Regions from separate parts of the Rattus norvegicus genome. Here region 1 is linked to region 2. A link is a contact called in public Hi-C data. All regions are on one chromosome and are shown on one strand. The core of a region is the stretch at or near the end of the contact, and the rest is flanking DNA. Distances in the headings are between cores, read along the strand shown. Region 1 holds the start of Armcx4 (armadillo repeat containing, X-linked 4). Region 2 has its middle 26 kb from the start of Hnrnph2.

Region 1 (7,313 bases), core at 3,073-5,572, 54 kb before region 2:
CGGTTTTTATCCCCGGGATCAGACAAGGCATCAGTCTGCAAATTGGTTTTGGTGTTTGCCTTGGCCCCTGCTTTAGCCAGTGCACTGGCATTACCTTTACCCTTAACCTTGGCATCAGGCATGGCTTCAGTCTGATCACTGGTTACAGTTTGAGGCTGAGTATCTGTTACGTCAGCATCAGTCATTGCCTTAACACTGGCAGCTTCCCCACCGTCCATCATGGCACCAGACGTTGCCTCAGCCTCTATCTTGGCCACAGTCTCAGGTTGTATTATACAAGTTCTTATATCTGTCTCTGCTTCACAAATGTCATTTGCATTGTCCCAAGCATCATTCTTTGCCCCTGGCACAGCTTCAGCCAGAATGCTGGCAGCAGTATGAGGCTGACCAGAAGCCTTCATATCTACCCCAGACCCTGCCTTAGACATGTTTTTGAGATCCTCCTGGTTGTCAGTCTCGGCACCAGCCATATCATCATTTTTGACTATGGTCACAGCCTGAGACTGTGCATAGGACTTCATGTCCACTCCAGCCACTACAACAGACAAATCATTAGGATTCTCCTTAGTAGCAACTGTGGCATCAAGCCTAGCCTCAGACTGAGTCCTAGGCACAGCCAGAGTCTCTTCCAGGGACCTCATCGTGGCTTCAGCCACAATTCCAGTCTCATTCATGCTTCCGATCTTGACTACTTCCTTGGTCACTGCCAAGACCTCACTCTGTGTCACTGTCACTCTGTTAATCTCTGTCTCTTTTTCATCCAATGTATGAGCTTCTGCTTTGGTCTGGGTCATCGCTTCTTTCTTGACCTCTGCCCTGCCAGCCATTGCCCAAGCTTTAGCTTTGGTCTGAGTCACTGCCTCTTTCTTGCCTACTGCCTCAGCCTCGGCATCAGTTTGTGTAACCGCCTCTTTCATGGTTACTTCCTTGGCTTGGGATGTGGATTCAGTCAAAGTCACTGCCTCTGCCATGACCACAGTTTCCACCAATGAACTGGTCTCAGACTGGGTCTCTATCTCTTCCTCAAGCATTGTCTTGGCCTGACAATTGTCACTGGGTCTAACTAGAACAGGGACCTTGAAGTCTACTTCAGCCACAGGCTCACCTCCTTCTCCAGATTCTGGTTCAGTCTTGATTCTAGTCTCAGCCTCTCTTCCAGCCATGGCTTCACTTGTGGCCAAGGTCTGGTTCTGTTCCCCAACCATAGTCTCCGTCTCGATTCTGGACCCATTTCTGGCAAGTCCGCTCACACTCTGAGTTCTTCCCTTGGTTAATCTGTAAATGCAGTAGCAGGTACCAGCCCAGATCACCAGTCCTGCAGTGGCCCAGCCCACATCCTGAACACGGCCCATGTAATCACCCCTGCTGAAGGCACGGACAATGTATAGGAGGGCTCACTCGGGCTAGGAAAGAGGATGGTGTGTCTGGGCAATGGTGCTTAACCACTTAAAGGCCAGCAGAGCTGCCCCTGGAAGTAGACCTAGAAGTGGAAGAAGGAAATGAATTTAACCGTCTCTTCTAACTCTCCGGCATTATTCAAATAGATATAAACAGGAACCGGAAAGGGTAGGAATGAACTTGTTAGAAGAGGATGGTTGGCAAATTTTTCACCCCTTATTTCATTTCTTCCTATGCTCCCCAATGCCCAGCCATTTTCATATGCCAAATGAATTGAGTCAAGGATGGCAGGAAGGCTAATAGTGAGTGGACGAGGGACAGAAAGTCTCAGGACTAGATTTGTAAGGGATCTCCTATGTAATAATGGTTATCATTATTATTACAGGTCCCCGCTCATACGAACCTGGAATGAACGAAGTTGCCACTTCTATCCTTCTTTTGCTTGGTGACGCACTCTAAAGTATAGAGTCATGAGACCTTTAGACCTAGAGAAATGAAGACAAAGAGAGACACAGAGAGGAGTTTGTTCTTGATGGAGCAGTCATATTATCAGCAATTTATCCTTTCAATTTGTCCAATTTCCTTAGGTGCTATAACACTCTTTTCCATAGACCAGAATCAAGGTAAAGGTTTGGGGTAAATATCAGGAATAGTGAGAAAAATGGCCGTAAAGCAGAATAAGAAGCCCCTCCTGACTGTCTCTTTTGGAATGCACACTGGTCTCCACTAACCCACATTAGAGACATAGCAGGCACGTCCCTCCCTCTTACCAGTTATCCTGGTCAGAGATAATTTCCTCTTTTCTTCCTTGCTTCCATGAATCTCAGCCTCTGAAGCAGACATGCAGAAGGATCTATAGACACATAGATAGATAAACAGGAAGTCATGGGAGCTGTGAGCTTAGTAGAACAAACACCTCAATTCTTGGTTACAATGTTTGCATTGCCAGAGTCCTGAACCATTTTAACACTGTATTCCTATCTTAAGATCCCATCTCAAGGCTTCTTTGTCACAGCCCAGTCCACCGTACCTCAAATATCCCCACTGTTTCCTGCACTGAAACGGACAGGTTGTATGGCAGCATTGCATTGTGCAAATCAACCGTATATAGACAAGGCAGAAGTGCCATCCACTGGAGTCCTTTCAAGCTCAACCCACCCTCTTTTGTCATCCCCAGCCACTACCCACCTTTATACCAACCTCCACAGTTCCAAAACAGTCTCCCCCTCTTTCAGGGGTAAAAAGCCCTACTTCAAACATGTGGAGCCCTGGGAACAGACAAAGAAAAAGGAGAGGGTGAACGCTGAGTGCTTGTGACAGCCTAGCACCAAACATCTGTGTTCCTCGGTCCTGCCTTTGGAGATTCAGAGATACAGTGGTAACCTAGGGCTTCATCTACACTGAAATGGATAAAATAGAGAGGGGAAGAGGAAAAGTAAAAAGGGAGAAAAAGAGAAAAATTATTTTTAAACCACCTGTAGGATTCTAGGTCTTTCCTCAAAAGTCCACCATTTCCTTTATTACGATGGTCAGGTAGACACGACTCTCTGGAAACTGGAGGACGGTGGAAGAGATGGACGCCCCAGATCCCAGGATTCTTCAATCAGAGCCTGCCATCTGCTTCCCCTGAAAGCCATCTCTAGGAGTCTCAGCGCAAGATACAAGGTATGGAGAAGGGCTTTCGCTTCTGCAAAATCATTATCCCATCCCCCCAAAGGCTCTATCCAACAATAGTGTCCTTTTTACACAATAATTGGAATTTTTAATATCATCTGAAATAAATCAAAATAATCCAGAACAAAGTTTTGTCTTTGTTGGTGTTCACCATAGAATTTAAGGGAAAAGTCCGAAGCCTGTTCAGGAAACAAAGCTTAGGTAAAGTTCCTAGGTTAGCCCCACCCCACATCCTAATTATATATAAATACAATATATACTAATATATATATACATACTCAAATATATATATACATACACACATACAAATATTAACAGTGCCTACGTGGCTGCATAGAATTCATACAGAACTTCAATGGTTCGGTATTGGTACTCACACTAACCTCCATAGATCCTGTGCAGTTCTCTTGTCTCTGTCTCCGTTTTTCCCTCGCCTCACCACAAATAGAGCCACACCGAACTATTGTCCAAAAGGAAAGAGTAAAGGCACTGAGTGCTTCGGCCAGCACCAAGGCCACACATCTCAACACTCTCCTTTATGGAATCCGGTTGTCAAATGTCCCTCCCCTCCTTCTGAGACACCACCCCTACCGAGCCCGCCGTCCAGGCACTAAGGCCCACCATTTTCTCCGCAAATGCCACGGTGGCGCGCGCGTCCCTCCTCTGAAAGGAGCAGGAAGCCCGCGGACATGTGCGGACGCCCATTGATGGAGTTAATTAAAGAGGATGGACATTTCCCTCTGTATTTCCCTCTAGAGACTCTTCCTACCAGCGGCCCTGTCAAAGCACGGGGTTCCCCAGCACCGATTCAGCTAGGGGCTGGGGGACGCGGGAGAATCGGAGAGGAAGGCTCCTTGAACTTGATCCAGCATGGACATCCCCCTCCTCAATCCATCTCCATTGCTCTGCGGGATCAAAAGGCTGCAGCTAGCGGGGCCGCGGCGCAGCCGCCCGGGGGCCCTTACCTGCTCTGCTCGCCCCGGGCCCGATGCCAGCCCGCCGCGCGCAGGGCAGCGGGGAGTTGGTGGCCAGACGAGAGTGACGACTGCACCCAAGGCTGCGTCGCTCTGCAGCTCCGGGTCACGTGAGGGCCCCGCGTCATCGCTCGCCCTCCTCCTCACAACCCCCCCACTGGTCGGAAGGCAGTCAACAGGACCCCCTTCTGTACGCACAGGCAACCCCCTCCTCGCGTCCGTGCGCAAAGTCCCAGCGCGCCCCGCCCTGTCACTCATCTCTGGGCTCTCCAATCTGAGAGCCCACAAGTGTCATCACCATCTAGCGGTTGGAGTTCACCGGTCTCCGGTTACTAGGAAGGGTCTGTACCCCCACCCACTCTCAGGCCTCGGCTGTAGCCTTTTCTGCATCTTTGAAGAATCCTTTCTTTTCCTCTTAGGCTACAATACTAACGCTCCCCACTGGCTCTCTATACAACCTGCCTTCCCTTAGTAACAATTCCACCATCAAATCGGCTAGAGAAAAAGGAAAACCATGCAATCAAAGCCTTTACTTTCTTTGTCTGTATTCCCTTTTCTGTTGACATCATTTTCGCTCCCAGTAAGGGGAAAATACAGTAAAGACATTTTCATTAGCCATGAAAATGTCCAGGTTGTAAAAATTTTAAAGACTCGTTCGTTTACACAATTTTATGACACTTTAAAAAAAAGGGCTTTCTAACTACTATAAACTGCTTTTGAGGGCTGAAAACAGATGTAATTGCTGACATTTTAAATACATTCTTTTTCCTAAACAAAGCTAGACCGTCTTTTAATGCAATCGACAAGTTAATCTTTGGAAAGACATTCAGATTTGAAAACATGATAGTTTTACAGAAATAATTGAAAGCCTTTGAGGTTTTAGTGCACTTACCTTTGCCTACCAGGTGCCTGAGTACTTCTTCACAGGAGACTCTGGATACTTTAAAGACCAAAACGAGTGAACCCAGTACTTTACAAACTAGTGACTTTAAAGGTTAATATCCAAAGATATTAATCATTTTTGTTTGTTTGTTTGTTTGTTTGTTTGGATTTTTACATCAATGTCACCACACCCACAAAAGGAGCAATGGCTACCACATAGAAAGAAAAATAGAAAGAAAAAAAGAAAGAAAGGAGGCATTAAGCGTTAAGGTAGAATTTTCATCCTATCAGTGGCATGGGTGACATCTCCCCAGGTTGTGCCATTTCTCTTCTGTTGGTCACCCTGTCAGGGTTGAGCATTGAGCATTTTTCAGCAGCCATGGGCATGTTGGAACAGCTCGGCCATCAGTGATCTTTCCCTCTTAGAAATGGAAGAACAAGGTCCAGGATTCCAAGTGGTCCCCAGAAGAAATGTCTTTTTACTCCCTGCCTTCCTTAATAACTTCAGTGCACCACCCTCACAAAACCCAGAATTCAGGAACAAAAATATGCAGAAGAGTCACCAGGCACCCACCTGTTTCCACTGGGGAATCATACTCCAAATATAAACTGTCCAGGCACCCTCCTTCTTAGAATGTTGAAATATGACACCCCAGCTTGAGGCCCTCCCTGGTGAGGGGCCCTGTGTGAAGGAGGTCCTTTCAGGAGGTGAGCCAGGAAAGCCATAATACTTGAAAACATTACTAATGGGTTTCCAGAATTCAAAATGTACTTTCTCTACCAAAGAAAATAATTCATCGATTGATTAACATAAAAATTTAAATCTGTGTTCATCTTTTAAAAGAAGCATAAGCTTCAGATACCAAAGAACTGATTGTAATTTAAATATCCGTACATATTATTAATAAAATAACAAATAGAAAAAAGTGCCAAAAATATAGACAGATTTATTCACAGAGGAGAAACAAAAGATCCAAATGTCCAGTAAACATATAAAAGTGCTTGATTTTTAAAACATGCAAATTAAAACAACTGTGTTTAAGCTATGGCATCAAAGTTTATAAATTCAATATTATTGACTATTTAGTGGGACTATGGAGATGCCTATACTCTGTTGGAGATGGCTATTTTAATTCAATCCTTTTATAAAGGGCAATTGGGCAAAATCTATTGAACAATAAATAGAACAGCCGGGGTTGGGGATTTAGCTCAGTGGTAGAGCGCTTGCCTAGCAAGCACAAGGCCCTGAGTTCGGTCCCCAGCTCCGAAAAAAAGAAAAAGAAAAAAAAATAAATAGAACAGCCTACAATTCTTTCCTGGGGTAATTCTACTCTTTGATATTTAGTAAACATATCCTTAGAGAATGACATAGATATATACTGCCACACCCAAGTATGATATTTCTTGCAGTACTATTAAAGGGTTTTTTAAATCTTGCAACAGGCTAGAAAGATGGCTCAGCAGTTAAGAGCACTTACTGCCCTCCCAGAGGTCCTGTGTTTGGTTTCCAGCACCCACATGATGTGGCTCACAGCTCCAGGAGACCTGCTGCCCACCACCGGCTTCTGAGGGCATGCATACACACATGGCATGCCTCCACATAGACACACACATGCACGCACGCACGCACACATGCACGCACACACACACAAGTTTAAAAATTATTGGGGGCTGAAGAGATGGCTCAGTGTTTAAGAGCATTGGCTGTTGTTCTTCAAGAGGACTTGGGTTCAACCCCCAGCACCTACATAGTAGGTTTTAACTGTCAGTAACTCCAGTTCTTGGGGATCTGACACCCTTACACAGACATATATGCAGGCAAAACACCAATCAATTCTTATAAAAAAATAAGTACTTTTTTAAAAAAAATTATCACTAGGGGAGAGATTAAGAAATTTTGATAATTTTTTTACATTGTGAATGATTTTTTTAAAAGGGTTAAATGTTGTATCCTGAGAGGATAATTGGACTAATTCTATTATTTACTATTTGTTTTTATAAGTACAAATAAATAGTTTTCCCTTATTTGTTTTCTTTTATTTCTCTTGAAACAAGATCTCAGTCTTTAGACCATGCTAACCACAAACTCATCAATCCTCCTGGATCTGCCTTCCAAATGTTGGAATTACAGGTTGTACTACTATTCTTAGCTCTATTTTTCTCTTTATGACAAGCTCCTACTATGTATGTCAAGGTAGCCTCAAATTCAGGAGTCCTCTGCCTCAACTTCCTTATCTGGATTTACAGGCACGCTCAATCTATATTTATTATCTCCTGTCCTATCCACTTCATAGGCTAACTGACCACTTACATTTCCTGTCTGAAAATGCTATTCATATCATTGTATGTTCACCCACATCTCCTCAGCATCATTCACAAAAATGG
Region 2 (6,946 bases), core at 3,122-5,621:
TTAGGGAAGTAGAGCAATGCTAAAAGTCACACTGGGATGAGTCTGAGAAAATGGCTCAGAAATGTATCACTGACGAGATCACAGGAACTCTTGGGTGTCATCTCTCAATACCCATCTCTGCTTTCAAAACCTAACTTCGGTCAGAGGGCTGCAGCCAAGTGTATGCTGTGCTTGTCTGTGATAACCACTGATAGGGAGGAGGGGTCCATTCACAAATCCCAGGATAGACAGAGCCTAGTCCATCACCTCCTCAGTGGAGTCCTGCTTGACAAGCAGGATAGAAGAACAAGGGAAATTACGTGTACACAAGATGGTGAAAAAACCCATCCATACAGACTCTACCTAGAAATCAGAAACTTGAACGTGGCTGATAAAATTACAATTGCCTAGAGAGGCTGTACTTGTTTTCCTGAAGATTTTTCAAATAAAGATGTCAAAAACAACAAGCAGTACCTACCAAGGGCCAGAATGCTAATGCTCTTAACTGTGTTAGAACCCTTCTCCTTATTAAACCTAAACACTATATCTCAAGACTGCCTCACAATTTATAGAGAGAAATTCCTTAAGGTTAAAAACATAAGTAAACTCATTTTATACTTTATTGTTTTATTACTACCCCTTTCCTTTTAAAAGACAAAAAAGACAGATCTGCCTGCCTCTGCCTCTGCCTCTGCCTCTCTGCCTCTCTGCCTCTCTGCCTCTCTGCCTCTGCCTCTCTGTCTCTCTGCCTCTCTGTCTCTCTGTCTCTCTGCTTCTGCCTCTGCCTCTGCCTCTGTCTCTGCCTCTCTGTCTCTGCCTGTGCCTCTCTGTCTCTCTGCCTCTACCTCTGCCTCTCTGCCTCTCTGCCTCTCTGCCTCTCTGCCTCTCTGCCTATCTGCCTCTCTGCCTCTCTGCCTCTCTGCCTCTCTGCCTCTCTGCCTCTCTGCCTCTCTGCCTCTGCCTCTGCCTCTGCCTCTGCCTCTGCCTCTGCCTCTGCCTCTCTGCCTCTCTGCCTCTCTGCCTCTGCCTCTCTGTCTCTCTGTCTCTCTGCTTCTGCCTCTGCCTCTGCCTCTGTCTCTGCCTCTCTGCCTCTCTGCCTCTCTGCCTCTCTGCCTCTCTGCCTCTCTGCCTCTCTGCCTCTCTGCCTCTCTGCCTCTCTGCCTCTCCTCTGCCTCTGCCTCTGCCTCTGCCTCTGCCTCTGCCTCTGCCTCTGCCTCTGCCTCTGCCTCTGCCTCTGCCTCTGCCTCTGCCTCTGCCTCTGCCTCTGCCTCTGCCTCTGCCTCTGCCTCTCTGCCTCCTGAGTGTAGGGATTAAAGGTGTGTTGTACCACCACACTGGCTTTATTGTTTTTAAACTTGACTTAATTTTTAAATTTTGCATGATCTTTAAACTTATGAATTAAAACCTTTGAGAAATGTATCTCAAAAAGCCAGAGAATCTCATAAGAACCATGCTAAGGGTCCTAAAGGAATCCCTATCTCTAAACTGCTCCATTTAAAGATGAAGTGTGTACTACCTCTTATCTCCCCTTTATAACTGCAGCAACACTCCTTCACTCTGACTCATTCTTTGAGGCGCTATAGTGGATGGAATCCTTAAGTGAGGTGCTGATGACAGGGCTGACACGCCCATTGACCTGGTAACCCCACAGACATGCCTGCTTTGCATTCACAAGGCTGAATTCCATGAATGAGAGTTGGAGCAGGTTATATGTTCTTGTGATACTCTCAGATACCAGATATGAGACAGAATTTCACTCCATCAGCAACTGTTTGCTTTACAATATCCCGCTCAGCTCACCTTGGCGAAATCTTCCTTTAGGGAGGAGTAATCTCTGTAGAAAAATAAACAATTTCGTTTTAAGAAAAAAAGCGGGTTGAGCTCCGGCTCCCGAGGAGTGAATTGGTGCATTCAAACAAAAATGCATACTTTTTATTCCACCTAAATACTATTTTATAAGTAATCAGAATAGCAGTTTCTTCTGGGGTGAAGATTAACTAGGAGGGGTCCTCTTGTCCCCATCTTCCAATTGCTGAGATTATATTTGTGCACCATCATGCCTGGCTTTTGTTTCTGCATCTTGAGACAGAATTTTTCGAAGTTGCCATGGTTACTTAACTCTAGATGAGGCAGGCTTTGAACTTGGGACCCTTCAGCCTGCTGAGTGTTTGGTATTATCAGATCCGATCCGTCTCAGTCAACTGCTTTTGTTGGCTTCTTTCCTCTTTCCCTTGGTCGCTTCCATCTTTCTTTTCTCCGTCCCTCTATTTCTCATATGTTTGTGGGAGAAGAGTTGATAACGTACCAGGCACTGACACTGATTTCATCAGGGATCTTGAAAATCCAGTGCTCACATAGTCCTCACAATAAAAATGCGGAAGCCATTTATTGCAGGAAGTAGGATGGAGGAGGAGTAAGGTCAAAGGATGACTCCTGGAGAGAACATTATGCCTTCTCTTTCACTTGCATTCTGGGACCTCTTTTTTTGTGGTAATTCTGTACACAATCTGCTCTCTGGACTCAGAAAGATTTTCATCCGAGTTCCTGCTGTGACATATACTAGTCACTTGACCCTGAAAAACTGACTTAAGTTCTCCCTTAATTTTCATTTGGTTTCATTCTTGTTTTGTTTTTGAGACAGAATCTTGCTATGTACCCCAGGCTGGCCTGGAACTCACAGAGGTCTGCCTCCCCCTACTTCCTGAGTGCTAGAATTAAAGACTCGCGTGCCGCAAGCCTTTCTTAGTCTTCTTTCTTTTCCTGTTCATCATTTTATTGTAAATAACTTTAACTAGCTATTTATTTATTTATTGCTTTTTCAAGAAGGATTTCTCCATATAGCCCCAGCTGTCCTGGAATTGCTCTGGAGATGAGGCCGGCCTCAGACTCAGAGATCCACCTGACTCCACCTCTCCAGTACTGGGATTAAAGGACTGTACCAGGACCACTGGCATTTTTTTTTAATTTAAAAATTATTTTTTCTCTTTTACAATACATCCCAAACATAGTTTTCTCTCCATTTCCTTCTCCCAGTATCCCCCACCTTCCCTCTTCCCCCCCAGCTGACTGTTCTTCCAGAGGTTCTGAGTTCAATTCCCAGCAACCTTTGGTGGCCCTCTTCTGCTGTGTGTGAAGACAGTTACAGTGTACTCATACACATAGAATAAGTAAAGAAGACTAGGCACATCCCCTCACATCAAGGCTGGCTGTGGCAGCCCAGTAGTGGGGGAAAGGGTCCCAGAAGCAGACAAAAGAGTCACAGACACCCCTACTCCCACTGTTTGGTGTCCCACAAGGACACCAAATGACACAACCATAACATGTATACAGAGGACCTAAGGCAGAGCCATACAGACTCCATGATTTCTGTTTCAGTCTCTGTGAGCCTCTATGAGCCCTGCTTAGTTGATTCTGTGGGCCATGCTCTCCTGGTGTTATCCTCCAGCCCTCTGGCTCCTACAATCCTTTCTTCCCCTTCTGCAGGGTTCCCCTCTGTCCTTATTCAGAGCACAAGTATTATAATGTCTACTTCCAAGGCTGAAGCAAGATAAGTAAAAATGCTCTGTTTAATGAGAAGCCACTTTATTTTGATCGGTTCTTTTATTTTCCTGGGTGGTTAAGAACCTATGATTTTTGTTGGCATCTGACCCTCCTCCATTTGACATCAAATAGCTATTTTAATGACTACTACCGCTAGCTTTATAAAAGATGTCCTTGAACTTCTTACTCTCCTACCTCTGTTCTCCTAGCACTGGGATTGCAAGCCTACACAGCCATGCTTGGCAGTACATACAACATAGTCCCTTCTTTCCTTCCTTCCTCCCTCTCTCCTTCCCTCCCTCATCCCTCTTTTTTTCCAGACTGGGTCTTTCTATGTAGCTCTGGTTGTCCTGGAACTTGTTCTAAACCAAGCTGTCCTCCAGCTCAGAGATCTGCTTGTCTATTCTTCCATAGTGCTGGAATTAAAGGCATGAATCACCCCTTTACAGCCCCTCCCTCCTTTCTCTTTTTTTTTTGGGGGGGGGGAGAGGCTGGATTTTTGTTGTTGGTGGTGGTTGTTGTTATTTTTTAGAGAGAGAGTTTCATGTAACTCAGGTTGTCCTGGAACTTTCTATAGCCAAAGATGACCTCAAATTCTTGATCTTCCTATGTTTATCCCTTGAGTACAGGGAATACAGGAAGGCACTACTATGCCCGGTAGACAGATTTCTATTTTTACTAAATAAGCAGTCCTGAGTGGTTAGTCTGAGACAGTTATTTGTTCCTTCTATTACAAAATGGAAGACAGGAATGGTGCCATCATGAAGCTGTAGTGACAGGCCTAGCCTATCTTACCCTGTACAGATATACTAAGACATTGCAGAAACCTCAGCAAATAAAATGTCTTGTGATTTTCTTTCTCCTCCAGACTTTACCAGATGACTCATTTCTACCGGCTAGAAATGGCAGACAGTGTCAAGCTGAACACAGCGCCTATTTATTTCCCTCCTTGCTGACCATTTTGGAAAGTATTTTATGCTGTGCTATTTAGTTGACCTCAGAGTTGTCTGTCCAGAGAAGGTTCCATGGAAAGAGAACTGGCTGCTCTGTGTCCATCTCGGGTCTAGGGCTTGTTTCCATAGAGAGAGGCTGGGAAGCATCCTGTAAAGTTCACTGTTGACTTGCTTTTAAAAGAGAGAACTAATTTCTTGGCAGACGGTTGTATGACGCGAAAGCAGTAGGCTCTGTCACCATTTTTCTCTTTCGTTTGCTTTTCTGTCTATTGAATAAACCGGTGTAAATAGCCTAGCCCTTCTCTGTCTCACTTCCACCGCAGTGAATGGTATAGGTGTTTTCCTGGAATTAAAAACCATTCAGGGGCTGGAGAGATGGCTCAGCGGTTAAGAGCACCCGACTGCTCTTCCAGAGGTCATGAGTTCAATTCCCAGCAACCACATGGTGGCTCACAACCATCTGTAAAGAGATCCAATGCCCTCTTCTGGTGTATCTGAAGACAGCTACAGTGTACTTATATATAATAAATAAATAAATCTTTAAAAAAAAAACCATTCAGCTTAAGCAAAGAAGTAATCCATCACCAAAAGCTCATAATCTGTAAATGACCCTTTGATCCAATAGCCACCAACATACACATCCATTTATTCATTCATTTCACAAAGATTTATGAGCTTTTGGACCAGGTGCTAGGTATCACGTCCGGGTGAGGTATGGGGACCTCAGAGTGGAACAAGATTTATCTTCCACAAATGAAGCAAGTCCCCTCTAGGAACTTCTTATAAGTGAACACCCTCACAGTTGGAGTAGAAAGGGAATATAGTTTGAGAAAGAAGAAAAACATGTATTGAACATGGATTCTATCATATTCATGAGATCCTGGAAAACTCATTGACAAAAGGATTGCTGACTATCAACTGCGGGCAGCAGCATCTTAGGGACTTCTTTGGAGGTAGGACTCTGAGGGACTAAGACCCAGCTCTGTCCCCTTCATCCTCTGTATACCTCAGATGATGATGATAGTAGGTAGCCAAAGGTACTATCCAGTGTATGTGTATTCTCTCCCATGCTTTACGGATATCTTGTTCGTTTAGGATGCTCAGGTTTGAACTTCTTACCACTTCGAAGTTGCTATCCGGCTCCAAACTGGGAGAATGGGAGGGTTGCTATCCCTTCCTAACATAAGGCACAGCGAAGCAAGCACAAATAAATCATTATGACCTAGGTTTAAGCGTGCACTTGTCTCTCAAAATGTGTGTTCTGCATTGAGTTTTGATCGTCCTATTTTCTCTCCTTTACACATCATACTTCCCAGAAGTTCAAAGTGTTTCCCAAACAACTGATAAGCAGTTGAGGAATTGCCTCTATCTGGTCTTAGAAAAGTTTACATAGCGAATTCCTTTAAAGCAGATATTGAGATAACCATTTTTCCTGGCTTTGTTAAGAGGTTGTATTGTTCTGATCTTTTAGTAGCACTGTGTTCTATAGCCATTTATGAAAACACAGGAGTACAGAGAGATAAAAATGAACCAGAGGAAATTGCTGTTGACATCTGGGCATATTTTTCTCTAGTTTATAAAAAAGTGACTTGACTATACTGTCTTAAATCTCTTTCAAAATTGGCATTATAACGGATGCTTTGGTGCTGGCTAGTTTTATGCCACCTTAGCACAAGCCAAAGCCTTCAAAGAGGAGGGAACATCAGTTAAGAAAAGGCCTCCAGCCAAGCATAGTAGTGCAAGACTTTAATCCCATTACTCAGGAGGCAGAGGAAGGAGGATCTGTGTGAGTTTGAAGCCGGCCTGGTCTAAGTAGTGAGTTCAAGGACAGTCAGAGCTACAGAGTGAGATCCTGTCTTTGAAAGAACAATAATAAAAATGCCTCTGTAAGACTGGGCTGCAGGCAAGACTGTAGGACATTTTCTTAATTAGTGATTGATATGGAAGTGCCCAGCCCATTGCGAGTAGTGCCATCTCTGGGCATGCGGTCCTGGGTGCTATAAGAAAGCAGTCTGAGCAAGCCATGTGGAGCAAGCCAGTAAGCAGCATCCCTCCAAGGCATCTGCATCAACTCCTGCCTCCAGGTTCCCGCCCTGTTTGTGTTCCTGTCCTTTCTTCAATGACGAACAGTGCTGTGGATGTGTAAGTCAAATATACCTTTTCCTCTCCACCTTGTTTTTGGTCATGATATTTCATCTGAGCAATAGTAGCCCTAACTAAGACAATGCTCCTGTTTCAGTTAAGTATCTCATAAACATTTGCTTCTAAATTTGCATGTTTTCTCACTTATTGCCACAAGCAATAAGCCACCTTAGCCAGGAACCCCACTGCGACCATTCCTACCAGCTATTCCCTGCCTCTAGAACAGTCTGAACCAAATAGGGACTCCCTGACTATTCCTTGATAATGGTTTCCTATACAATAAGAAGGCTTTTAAAATCACTTTTAGGAATAGCATTTCATTTCCCTAAGCC

The links. Hi-C and Micro-C count contacts between places; a contact is called where the count stands out from the background.
Region 1: a Hi-C map of the A7r5 cell line shows a contact between it and region 2, with 2.5 times the contacts expected there. The contact joins the promoter of Armcx4 here to the enhancer-like site in region 2. A contact is called at or near these places in 3 of 12 Hi-C or Micro-C datasets (the A7r5 cell line, Schwann cells and psoas muscle).

The regions. Positions count from the first base shown.
Region 1 is chrX:102,150,752-102,158,064 of GRCr8, reverse strand. It overlaps Armcx4 (armadillo repeat containing, X-linked 4), which reads right to left and starts at 4,322. Exons shown (of 6, transcript XM_006257237.5): 1 at 4,038-4,322; 2 at 3,456-3,532; 3 at 2,587-2,666; 4 at 2,169-2,251; 5 at 1,802-1,883; 6 at 1-1,480. The coding sequence starts at 1,352.
Region 2 is chrX:102,097,251-102,104,196 of GRCr8, reverse strand. It overlaps the pseudogene Cox7b-ps2. Among named protein-coding and RNA genes, the nearest start is that of Hnrnph2, 26 kb to the right of the region's middle. Within about 2 kb of position 4,371, at least 5 of the 93 cell types and tissues checked have an H3K27ac peak or open chromatin away from gene starts, as enhancers often do. A contact at or near this core is called in the A7r5 cell line and Schwann cells, where this site is marked.